2 separate regions of the Mus musculus genome follow, and region 2 is linked to region 1. The links are chromatin contacts, called in public Hi-C maps. All regions are on one chromosome and are shown on one strand. Each heading gives the region's core, a stretch centred on a gene start, on an enhancer-like site or on the middle of the called end of the contact. The rest is flanking DNA. Distances are from core to core; before and after follow the strand shown. Region 1 overlaps Spats2l (spermatogenesis associated, serine-rich 2-like). Region 2 holds the start of Aox1 (aldehyde oxidase 1).

Region 1 (6,512 bases), core at 2,327-4,826:
TGTTAGCTTTGAGCCTTCCCAGCATCCTCCACAGACCTGATACATTGTTGGTATTAAATGAATGGTCAAAGACAAAGAAGGTAAACCCTTGCCCTTTCCGAGGCCTGCCCCTCTAGGTGGTTAATGGTGGACGGAAGGAAAGCATTCTGTGTTTCTTTTTTAGCATTCGAGGAGAGTTTGTGCTAAGATTTTGGGCTCTGGAGGGTAAAGAGTTGTGTAAAGCTCTTGTCTTAAGCCCTCTGGGATTTGGTATTTGTCCTGTGGGCAATGGGAAGGAAGGAAAAGAAAACCTGTGTGGTCTACGTGGACACAGTTCCTGTGGCTTGCTTTGAGATGGAGTGGGGAGGTGTCTTCTGAACCCCCTTCTCTGCTTCTCACACTGGCCTTTCTAGAGGCATCTTTGAGGACGAGCCTATTTTAATAACTGGCGTTTACATCACAGCATCTTAAAAGAACCCCCGTGTAATTGAAATCCTGAAACAAGTGGCTGCTTGTACAAGGTCCAGGTCACCCCGCATCTCTATGGAAACGCGTTTGTTTTAAAGCCTAGCCATCAAAAGTGGGGCTTTATAGGCGCCAGTGTCAGGTTGCTTCTGGAGAGAGGCATTTATTTATATTCTCTAGCCATCAAAGACCTGTGAAATCAAAATATTTTAAATTAAATGGAAAACCCATGCCACAGATGAATGTTAATAGAACTCAAAGAGTATGTGCAGCCTCAGCTCAGAGCCTGCACCAGCTGGGATCACCCCATTGATCTCCACTGCCCTCTGCTTTGTAGCTTCCCCTTGTGCTCAGCCGGGGATGGGGTGGGGGTGGGGAGATGGATGCTTTGGCACATTATGCAAAAATGGTTAATCTCCACTCATAAGCATGTGCTGGGACTATTAGCAAAAGGGGAAAATCAAAGTGGGCCTGTCATGCAGGGTGCTCTGTATTGGCCCTGACATATCTTGTCTACGCCATGTCGATGGGTGCTCAGAGGCACAGGACCCTGCATCTATATGAGCACCTGTCCACACCTCGTCCACGGGGAACTCAGAGGCACAGGACCCTCCTGCCCACATGAGCACCTGTCTGTTGGTGAAGACATTTCTCCCAGAAAGGTCTGAAATTCGCATGGGCACATCCTGCCCTCGATCCGCTCAAGTGATATTCTAAGTGACTGGAGGCTTTTATCTGCCTCTGAAAGCAGGCCTTTTCAAATAAGTATTGACTGTTAATGACCTGTTTAAATAAAACATTCAATTTTCTTTCTTCCCCCCACAAAGAATTTAGTAGGCAGAGACATTTCTAAAGGAAAGGCTAACCCTGCTTTTCAAAAGAGGCTGAGCCAAAGCTTTTAAATGTGAACATTTTTTCCTGACATTTGCCCTTAAAATGCTATTCAGTGAAGCTGTGCTAACAGTGGGTTGAGTACATTGAAGTGTCTTTGAATAAAAATGCAACCTTGAGGGTTTTTTTCCTCCAAATTAAACAAAAATGTCCAAGGAAGTACTGCCCTACAAAATTCATATTTGTGTCACCATGCTGTCTCGTTGTTTGTATATCCTCGTTCTTAACAAAGAGAATTTCCTCTAAGGAACAGGGCTCTATACGCAACCTTAAAAGCATGAGAACTTAAAAAAAAAAGAACCCATGAGATTGTAAATCTGAGACCTCAATAATTAATAAGTGCAGAGAGGTGACACTGGCCCAGAGCACCAGAGGGAAGTTCAGGCAAGAGGAACCCTTCCTGGTAGTAAATGCAGATCAACTCTCCACTTCACAAAAGAATAAGTATTTTCCTCCTCGGTTGGCATGCAAGCACCCCACTGTGCATGGAAGACTGGACAGTGAGTCTCTGAACTAGTTGGAAGGTGATCTACATAGAGAAGTAGCCTGCTACATCAAGCCCGTGCCCTTTCTGCAGGTGAATGGTCAGCTTCCCGCCACTCTAAGAGTCCCCATCAACTCCGGGTGCCTTTTCTGACTTGCAGTGCCCAGGAGCTACAAAGGACTGTAAAGGTCATTGAATACATCCACCTTTTCTCCGCACTCAGAGACCTGAGGCTCACATGCCAGGCCTACATGAGGCCCTGTCAGGATGAAAGGCATCCTTTACAGACAAGTGCGGCTTCCTCAGCTCCCCTGCCCAAGCCTGGCTCCTTTCCTATCTACTCCTACTGCATGTCGCTCTGGGATGATGGATGTCAGGTGGAAGATGAAATGAGTCAGTCTTTCAAAGGTAATAGCATGCCCTGAACTAAGAAAAACTGCAGATGTCTCTTAAGATGTTCCTATTCAGGAAGACCGGTGGACATTCTTTTGGCAAAAAGTGGGACCTTCAAGACTGTTGGTACGATAGTTCAGAGTCCCCGAACTCTGACAGTTACTGTGAGCTGAGGCAGCAGGGCTCGGTTTGAGTCTCGGTCCTCTTAACTTTTTGCAGGTTTTTGACTTAGTCTCTTTGTGCTCAGTGCTCACAAGTATAGAATGAAACGAGTTCTAGTTTCTACCTCGAAGTTAAGAGGGATAAATAAAAATTTAAAAAAAATAACCCAAAAACCAAATGAGTTGGGTCTAGATGTAGCAGAGTCCTGACACATTACGAGCTCTCTGTAAGTGTGCTAAATGATATTGATAACCTTAGCAAAAGCACCACGCTTCAGTTCGTAGGAAATAACCCTGTTTATCCATCCAGGCTTCTGTGGGGTCTCTGACCATGAGCCTGGCTGAAACCCTGATTGCCACCTTCCTTCTCCCTCAGCCCAGCTCCTGAGTCACCCAGTCTGTCATGTGGCAGACTATTTGCATTTCTAACAAGTCCTCAGTGGTGAGGACATTCCTTGGGGAACCCCCATCCCCAAGAACCACTGCTCTGGTACAGTACTTTGCAGTAGAACATATGCATGCCCACAGACACGATTTTGAATTTTGTAGTAGACATGCTAAAGGAAATATATAAATAAAAGGAATGGATTTAAAAATTGGGTACTATGCTTTGCTTAACTTATCTATTTTATTATTTTAACATACAGGCAATATAAAAATATGAATGAGACAGTTTATATTCTTTTTGTGTTAAGTCTGTAAATTCCTGGAACTATTTTATATTTCTAGCACATTCCAGAGCAGCTATATGGGACATCGAGCTGGAGAGCAGTTGTTTTTCAATCACAACCTCAGCTCCTCTGGACCACCCAAACCTCTCTTTTCCAAATACCTCAGTTGAGGAGTTTCTGGTCATTAGGCAAGACACCTGAAGGGTCTCTAACCTGTCCCATCATGAAGTTAGGACACTTACTGTCCACTCACAATGATAACTTATTACTCTAGCAATATCCCCAGATAAACAGTCTGATTGTTATGTTTTTTTGTTTTTGTTTTTGTTTTTTTACAAATTGTGCCTCAGTAGCAGTCATTAAGATCATTTTCTTAAGTTTCTCTCCTGGCTACCTCTGGTTCTCCGAGGCCACTTCAGACAGTGTGAACAACCTGAGAACAAGAAACTAAACCGGAGAGCCATCCTGGGTTCCAGAGAAACAAAAGTGAAACCAAGTCCCATCAGGGCCTCCACAGAGAGCCAGGGCAAATGCTAATCAGCCAGGCATCTCAGGACACTCTTGGAAGTTTTCCTGTTTCCATGACTGCAGGAGAAACACAAATATGTGAACTTGGGAGTAGGCAGTTGATCACACTGACATACCCAGGAAACTTCATTGAATTATGCCAATTAGAAATGCTAAGGTAAATATATTTGTCAGGATTCCTACTACTCGGCTTTATTTCTCATAAAAATGTTTCCTTTTGTTTGGAAGCTCGCAGGTTTCAGAATGGCATTAAGGCATGCTAAGTAAGGGCATCACTCAGCGGGTACTTCAGTTTGATAGAACTTCATGCCTGAAGTGGTCCGTGTTAACCATATTTATGTTTTATTAATTTTACTCTGGAGGAGTGTGGAGATGATATATTAAAGTGGTGAATTCTTTCCTTTGTGACTGATGTCTTTGCCTAATAAGTATTTTACAACTTTCGTGGTCTTTATTTTTGTCTAGGGTATATACTAAAATATATGATAAAACATATTTAAAATGGTATTATAGCTATCCAAGTTATAATTTTAAGAAAAAAAATCTTAAAACATTAACTAAGCTTTTGAAACGCTACGTGAATAACAGCATTTAGATTTTGGGGCGTCTTTGTGCTGGCTGATAGACTGGCCGGGAACACGGTTTCGTAGACTAGAGTACAGTTGTTATGTCTCAGAACACCAATGCTGAGGAAAAATCATTAGGCAACTTCATTGTTGTACAAGCATCATGGAGTACATGTACACATGTCTATATTGTGCAGCCTCTTCCACAGATCACATGTGTGTCATATGCCAACCTGTATGTAGCTCACCATTGACCAGTGCCATATGCGGTACAAGCCTACAGTTAGGCCCCAGTAACACTGTTTGTTCCAAGAATAGCTTCAAGTGCTAATAAAAATTAGAAACCAAGTGAGAGTTTTTTCTTTGAAGAATTCAGAGTTCTCTCTGCCTTGTAGACTTGAAGCTCTTGTGATCAACAAATGTTAAGGAATGAATCATGCATCACATTGATCCATAATACACTACCAGGTGTCATAACCAAGCAAGGATTAGAGGAATTGGGAAGACCTTTTGTCTCTAAAGACTCACCAAAGGACCAATTCAACACTGAAGGCTTCTGTCTGCAGCTTGTGGGGCTGTCGGTTCCCATGGTTGGATGCTGGCCTTTGTCATAGGCAGGCTGGTAAAAATGGGTCTCTTGGAGGGCATGTTCCTTTACTATCGAGAGTAAACAAGGCTGAGATTAAAGAGACTGACTGGTCAGATGCAGTTCATAGCAGGAAACAGAGTCTCAAAGGCTGAGGCCACAACACAGTTCATCCTCACAGGAGACAGGAATGAGTCTGCTCCCATGGTGCACGAAGCATTGCAGAGGCCAAGTGTGCTTCTGAGCACCAGGCAGGACAGCACCAACTGAAAGGCGCAAACACTTGTGTGTGTGTGTGTGTGTGTATGTGTGTGTGTCTGTGTGTCTGTGTGTGTGTGTGTGTGTGTATGTGTGTGTGTGTATGTGTGTGTCTGTGTGTGTCTGTGTGTCTGTGTGTGTGTGTCTGTGTGTGTGTATGTGTCTGTGTGTGTGTGTATGTGTGTGTGTGTATGTGTGTGTCTGTGTGTGTCTGTGTGTCTGTGTGTGTGTGTCTGTGTGTGTGTATGTGTCTGTGTGTGTGTGTATATGTGTGTGTGTGTCTGTGTGTGTGTGTATGTGTGTCTCTGTGTGTGTGTGTGTATGTGTGTCTGTGTGTGTGTGTCTGTGTGTCTGTGTGTGTGTGTGTGTGTGTGTGTGTGTGTGTGTGTGAGCGTGAAGCCGAAGTTCTCCCTCACCAGCCCATGGTGCCCCCAGCGGCTATCCTGATCAGTAGAACCCAACTTCGTAGCTAGCGACTTAACTCATAATTTTTAAAGGCAAAGTAAAATTTTGATCTGTTTAGCTTGAAGCCCTTCAATTAGTTTCTATAATTGGAGATCTGGGCAATTTCCCAACCTTCTAGTGTATACCAGCCAACAGAAAGATGTGGTTTGGAAGGGACACTAGAATCTACACAGAAAGAAGACCCTGCAGGGGAAGCCCTTCACACAGGGCCGGGGTGAGGACCAGCTCCTACCATTATTCCTGTCTTCACATCTGAGAAGCCTACATAGCCCCAATCCACATTTGTAGCCAGTATTGCCTTTCATGGAAAAACAGAATCCTACTGGCATTAGTACTTAAGAAGAGCCTCTGTTGGATTGTACTGTGAGGTCAGTGAGCAGAGAAATTGCCAAGCAGGAGTGTGTGTGTGTGTGTGCGTGTGTGTGTTGGTGTCATGCACGAGCCTTATCTTGTGAACATATCTTACCATCAGCACTGGTGCCACTTTCTTAGAACTTAGGAACATCTGTTCACTGGGATCTCTCCCTGGCTCCCCTACGGATTATAACTCTTCAGCTTCAGAAAATGCTACATATCAAATCTAAACTTTAAAGCCCAAATGCCAAAACAAAACCAAACTTCTTCCACCAGGTTTCACAGGTCTATAATGGTAAAAGTAGATGTGTCGAGAAAAGCCAGCTGGCGTAGCTCTGGCTCACAGGCTTTTCCTATCAAATGACACCAAAGCAGGTGTCACCATTCACTTCCTGCGTAGCTCTGTATGTGTATGTCTTAGTGACCCGCCCATATGTACACAGTCACACACCCAAAAAAGCTAGGTAACCGGAGATGTTTACGTAATGCCAGAACTTCCATCTAGATAAGACAACCAAACTGGTGTCTGCTGAGTGCCCTCTCTGTAGATGTCTTGCAGGCATAGTGCCGATGAAGGTTTCACTTTCCATGGCTATAATCAGAAAATCCCTGCCCAGCTTCCCTGTTCATTGTTAGAGACAACCAGAGAATAATTGTTTCCTGGAACCATTCAAGGGCAGGAGTAAGCCAGAAAAAAGTGGAAGTCTGATT
Region 2 (6,458 bases), core at 3,893-6,392, 180 kb after region 1:
GGTTTTCCCGAGTTCTCAAAGCACGGGTCAGAACAGAAGCACAAGAAGAACATGAAACAAAGACGGATTCAGTTGTTTGAGTTTTGTACGTGAAGTGTTTGGTTTTGGTTTTGGGGTTTTTTTGGCCTTTCTTAGATTTTGCAAGATCTATGTGCATGAAATAGCTATATCTTAGATAATAAACTTTTTTTTAAAAACATTGGTCATCACATAACTTGTTGATTTAAATTTCTATCAAATTTATATAACCAAGCAACTATTCTTATTAACCAAATAAAATGTATCATTGCATTGGTTATCTTGTATATCAGGCTATCTTGTCTTCCTAACATTGAGGATGCCATCTTTACTGCTAAAACACAGGAACACACCACCCTGCCTGTGCAGTGGAGGTTGGAGGCCTTGTTAACAGAACATTTACTTTGTGGGGAGGGTTGCCTTTCTGACATCTGTTCATGCTCCAGGAATACTGACCTCCTGGAATCCCTCTGACAGTATAGTTTTTGTTCCTTTTTTTTTTTTCTACCTTTTATGAGATTTCCCTTTATTTCTCTCTCCCATGCAAATTACTTCATATTTTATACCAAGTATCTTTCTTTTACTATTGGTAGAGTTTGATCACACTTAAAAAAAACGTTTTCAGGTTATAAAGTACCCATGGTTTTAATTTAAAAAATGTTTAGGTTGTGTGCGTGCACACATTCATGCTACAGAGCATGTGGAGAGTCGGCTCTGCTTTCCTCATGAGGACCTGCTAGAGGGTGGAACTCAAGTCACCTGCTTTGCTTTTTGCCCACTGAGCGGTTTTTGTGAGCCCTACATTTAAATTTCAGACTAATACAGAGTTTGTTGTATGATGTGAAGTATACCTGTAATATTTTACTATTTCTCAAGTGATTTATTGACTTAAGAGCTCGTATCTATCTACTGATTTGAAGTTTTTAGCGTTGTGTTGTATTCCCATGTGTGTCAATTGTTGATTTTCCTGACTCCTATTCACTTATGTATCATTTTATCATTAATTCTCTTTATTTATTTTTTAAATACAAATTAAAAAAAGTTTTAAAGATTTATTTATCTATCTATTTATTTATTTATCTATTATATGTGTGTACACTGTAGCTGTCTTCAGACACTCCAGAAGAGGGCATCAGATTTTTGTTAATAGATGGTTGTGAGCCACCATGTGGTTGCTGGGATCTGAACTCGGGACCTTTGGAAGAGCAGTCCGTGCTCTTAACTGCTGAGCCATCTCACCAGCCCAATTAATTCTCTTTAGAATGTCAGTATTTTCCTCATAAGTTTTGAAAATCTTTTAATAAATTTACCATTAGGCATTTTGTTCTTCTGTGGGGTTGGCACAAGCGAGGCTTTCTCTTCAGTTTTTCTAATTTACTGTTTGCAAATATGAAGATTACTGAATTTTGTGTTGATTAATAAACCCTCTTATGACATAACTATTTTCTAGACATACTTCTTGAAGCAAGCTGTCTGACCCTATTTTTGTGATTCCATGACGAATACAAATTCCTTGCTCAAAAGCCATGAGTTGGTGAGAAAGAAGTTTGTGCAAGGTCAGAAACTTTGGAAGGTGATAGAACAAAGGCCGGCTTTGGGGACTCAGCTTTATAGGGAGGGGAGAGAGGGCCTGGATAGGAAGGAAGGGATGGGAGCTGAGGAGGCAGGCGGAGCCCTATATTCTGGGCGGTCTTCATCCTGGATGTTTTCTCTTTGCCAGAAGTGTGTGATATACCACAGCAGCTCTTTCATCTCTTAGGCCAGTCCCTATATTCTTTAAATAAAAGAAGCGTTGGTTTCCTCCTTCCTTCCTTCCTTCCTTCCTTCCTTCCTTCCTTCCTTCCTTCCTTTCTTTCTTTCTTTCTTTCTTTCTTTCTTTCGTTTTTCAAGACAGGGTTTCTCTGTGTAGCCCTGGCTGTCCTGGAACTCACTCTGTAGACCAAGCTAGCCTTGAACTCAGAAATCCGCCTTCCTCTGCCTCCCAAGTGTTGGGATTAAAGGCGCGTACCACTGCCTGGCCGAGATTTTAGTTCAGTTTTTTGTTTTTTTGTTTTTTGTTTGTTTTTTTTTTCTTTTTTGTTTCTTTCCTTTTTTTGTGACAGGGTTTCTCTGTATAGTCCTGGCTGTCCTGGAACTCACTCTGTAGAGCAGGCTGGCCTCAAACTCAGAAATCTGCCTGCCTCTGGTTTCTTTTTTACCATTAATAGCCAAATACCTGTAGAGCACCTTAAAAGTGGAAAGAGGGTTGATCCGTGGAGGCTTGTCCCTGCCAGGCAGATGGGTATGAGTGCTGGGACATATGGCAGAGAAAAGTAGGTCGTCTTAAAAAGGAAGCAGGGAGACTAGGGTCCTGTGACCCACTTTGTCCAGCTAGACCCACCTGCCAAAATAAGGCCACCAGCTGGGGAAACCAAATATTGAAAACACAAGCCTGGGGGGGGGCATTCATATCTGAATGATTACACATAATCACTTCATTGCAAGTTAACCACTATTTCACCTGTGATTAGCACAACTGGCAACTGGTTGGCCCTCAGTTTGACAAGTCTGGATAACATAGACTCTTTAAGTCGAGAGAAAAGTTACCACTGCTTAGTGAGTTTGAGATCCTTTTCCTAAGAAGTTAGCCTGCAGTTAGCCATTAACAAAAGTATCTTCTGCTGGATGGAGAACAGGGAGAAATAGCAAAAGGTGTAATTTTAAGACACCAGGCAGCTTCATGTACAGCTCAGCCGTATGAAGTGAAAGCAGGCAAGCCCGGGTTTTTCCTTGGTTACAATTCTCCAGGCTTTTCTGGCTTTTCTTATCTAGTCATGTCCATTTCCTGAGAATGTTTGGTAGTGCTGGCAACAGCGTCTTTGTCTTGTTTCTAAATTCTATGAGAATGCCTCTCCTGAAAAGGATGGTGACTTTTATGACCAGAAAACCTGTACTATAATCGCATTGCAGCATAAACCATTATTATTTTGAGTGGTTTTTGAAGAGTCGAGTGGTACTGACTTTGTCAAGCTGCTTGGCACTGACAGAAATTCGATTAGCACCCAACCAAGAGATAAAAGTCCGTAATCACTGTTCGCAGTACTCTAAAGAACTGAGAAAGCGAGAGGAAGGGAGGGGACCCTGGGGCACCACAGAAGGGACTGCAGGAAGAGAAAGGATGGAATTAAAAAGCGTGAGCCCCAGGCCTCTCCTGTTGCTGGTGTCCATGCCTTCATGGACACTGCTCTGCTACTCTGGAGCCAGCAGGTGCTGCCAGAGTGGCTGCTCTGAGTCCCCACAACCCAGACAATATGGCACATTTTCCTCATTGCCTTCCCTACGTCTAAGACCCTGCGTTGCTGAAGACTAAAGAGGCCTGGCAAGAGAGAAAGATGATTTGCAAAATCCTGGCCTTAAGGCAGAGTAGAGAAGTATGGGTGGGAATCCGAGTAACACTAATAGTGCACGTGTGCACACTCACATACACAATGGTCTAGGAATATTTATCAATGTACTGATATGAAAACAGCTATGGATCCTGAAACCTTGTGTTTTAGCCCTTTGCTTTGAAAAAGACTATCACCGTGTACCTAGGGTGGTTTGAAATAGCTTAATTTTTTAAATATGTATTTTATGTGTATGAATGTTTTGCCTGTGTGTCTGTATGCCTGTGTATGTGTGTGCATATGTGTATATGTACATGCGAATGCATGTGTGTGAGTATATGTGTGTATATATATGGGCATGTGTGTGTATGTGTGTGTGTGTAGGTGTGTGTGGGTGGGGGGGGGAGTAGATGTGTACATGTGCATATGCCAGGGGCCCTGGATCATTAGAAGAAGGAAATGAGATTCCCTGGAACTGGAGTTTCAGAAGACTGTGAATGTTAGGAATTGAATCTGTTAGAAACAAATGCTCTGAGCCACTGAGCCATCTCTAGTTAGTAAGATTTTAGAATGGAGATTATTGGCATCAGGAGAGTAAAAGAATTCTAGCTTTTAATCTGTTCATCTAATCTTTTAATCTCTTCACTATTGCTAAAGCAGAATGCCCCAAACTGGATACTTTATAAAGAAAACAGGTTTGTTCTAGTCCTGGGTCCTGGAAGCTCTTAACCTCTGAGCCATTTCCCCAGATCCTGTCAAACATAAAGTATTTTTCAAAAAAGAAAATGTTTGACAGATATGGAGGCTCACACACACCTTTGATTCCAGCACTCAGGAAGAGGCAGAAGCTGATAGAAGCTGTCAGTTCAAAGCCAGTAAATTCCAAACTAGCCATAGCTTTATAGTGATGCTTACACACACACACACACACACACACACACACACACACACACACACACACACACATACACACACGTTTTCTGTCTACTGGTAAAACACTGTCTGAAATGTGCTTAAGATCCTTGGGAAGCAAGGAGGTGTTAGCCACTTACTGTTAACCACTCCTGGAATTGCTGAGATGTGGTTTCTTCTCCTCTACCTACAAACGGGAAGTTTTCACAATAAAAATGTTGTGTAGTGGTGCATACCTTTAATCTCAGCACTCAAGGGGCAGAGGCAGGTGGAGATCTGTGATTTCGAGGCCAGCCTGGTCTACAAAGAAGAGTTCCAAGACAGCCAGGCTGTTACCCAGAGAAACCCTGTGTGAATGGGTATTGAGGGGTGGGGATGTTGTATTGCATGAATAAAATAACCTAGGGAGATATACTAAGGCCTGGAAAATAATTTGGTCTCATTTGAGACTTGCCAGGTTTTATAAAGTGGATTCTAAAATATAAAGAAAGCCAAAAAGTGAGGTTAAGGGCGCAGGACTCTTGGGAAGTGACTCAGCAGTACAGCCAGGCTGCCTTCCCCCTAAACAAACGAGAGGATTCTGGAAACCACTTCAATAAGCAAGCATTGGCACAGATACTAGAGCAATGACTCAGGACTTCCTGAGGCTGGCCGCCCAGCTACCCCTCTCTCCCATCGATGCCAAAACCCAAAGATTTCAGCTTGTCTCCCACGCTGGCACACTCTGTAGTGTCAGGAGAGTTTTCCCTTTAGGACCTCTGCAGCATTGGCTCTTCCAAAACTTTCTGGGAGGGTGGAGACTTAGAAGCACAGACAAGCCCCGCCCTGTAGCCTCGGGCAATTTATTCTCTGCAAGGACTGGCGCTGCTAGGGACCTGCTAGGGACCTCGGAGTCATGGACCCCATTCAGCTGCTCTTCTACGTGAATGGCCAGAAGGTGAGAGCCCGCGGGTAGGCAGACTCCTGCACCACCCCGGACCCCAGTTCTGGGCCCTATCCCAGCCTGCGCCCTGCTTTCGCTGAAACCTTAGCATGGGGTCTCATTGGGTCCTCAGCATAGGAATCTGCATTATAAAACTCAAAGGAGATCAGATTATTTTTCAGACCTTTCGCATCACGACCAGCGCATGGAAGACTAAGAATTTCAGAATGTCTGAATCCCAGGGCCTCTCCCTTCCGGACGGGGAGCATCCAGACCTTCCCTCCCTTAAAGCCTCCGGCTGATAAGATCTTCCAGCACAATTAAATAAGTAGCCTCAAGTCTCTGCTTGTCTGGGTGAGCAATACCCAGCTTTAACAGGGCCACAGAGGTGCACTGGTTCTAGCTACTCTGTGATTTTTCAACTTGGTGAAGCCAAAGCAAGTTCCTGGCACAGCACAGCTTGCCAGAATCAGGGGCTCCTGCCGAGTGTGGCATTTTGTTTTATTTGTGTGTGTGCCTTGGCTCTGAAGACTTTTATGGCGGCTCCAGGCAAATCCTGTTGCTTGGGGACAGCAAAGCCTCTGGGCATCGTTTAAAGCAGCCGTCTGGGCAGTGGCCCAGCTCATCTGGAGTGTTCTCTGTGTAAACTGATAGCACTTTGAGTGGGGGGTGGAGAGCTGCTGTCCACAATGTCAGTTCCGCCCTTTGGATCCCGCTGTGTTCCCTGTGTCTGGCTAGGGACAGCCAGAGCCCTTGTTCTAGCTGGCACTGGCTGACCAACTGGAAGCCAAGGAAGGTTTAGCGCCAACCAGACCTTTCCTGTGTGAGGACTCTTCGGAGGCTATGAAGTTGAGTCACACTGCTGTAGTTTTGTAATGTGTTTTCTTCCTTGAAGAACAGGGTCTCCCAAATCATAGAAGCCCCCATTTAAAAAAAAAAAAAACCTTTATGAGTCCCTGCTTCATGGCCCTGAAGCGGGATAGATGGATCCTTAAATAGATGAAACCCATTAGCTGTCCCCCCATCTCCCCACAGGACTACCATGAAGGTGAACTAGAATAATGGGTGAAATGGCTGCCCTGTTCCTTCCGTTTCCTTTTGCATAACAGAAAAAGCTGGAGTGTATTCTGTCCTTACTAAACGAACGGAATCCATTGCCGCTCACTGGAGCCTCACTGCCTCTTGGAGGCAGACTCCAAGGCTACTAACAGGCCAACACTACTTATTGCGAAAAGAGCAAT

What was found. A called contact is a pair of places that touch in the nucleus more often than the background predicts.
Region 2: a contact with region 1 is called in a Hi-C map of liver, with 1.7 times the contacts expected there. The contact joins the promoter of Aox1 here to the enhancer-like site in region 1. A contact is called at or near these places in 6 of 39 promoter capture datasets (the 3T3-L1 cell line, the HPC-7 cell line, embryonic stem cells and 3 more), 2 of 484 Hi-C or Micro-C datasets (B cells and liver), 1 of 115 datasets of contacts at active chromatin or transcription factors (pancreatic cancer cells) and 2 of 9 other capture datasets (adipose tissue and liver).

Annotation. Positions count from the first base shown.
Region 1 is chr1:57,846,520-57,853,031 of GRCm38.p6, forward strand. All of the region lies in intron 3 of Spats2l (spermatogenesis associated, serine-rich 2-like), which reads left to right. Among named protein-coding and RNA genes, the nearest start is that of Spats2l, 75 kb to the left of the region's middle. Within about 2 kb of position 3,577, at least 63 of the 459 cell types and tissues checked have an H3K27ac peak or open chromatin away from gene starts, as enhancers often do. A contact at or near this core is called in adipose tissue, liver, pancreatic cancer cells and 1 more, where this site is marked.
Region 2 is chr1:58,024,827-58,031,284 of GRCm38.p6, forward strand. Aox1 (aldehyde oxidase 1) reads left to right here and starts at 5,143. Exons shown (of 35, transcript NM_009676.2): 1 at 5,143-5,232. The coding sequence starts at 5,191. It overlaps Sgo2a (shugoshin 2A), which reads left to right. Exons shown (of 9, transcript NM_199007.2): 9 at 1-1,451.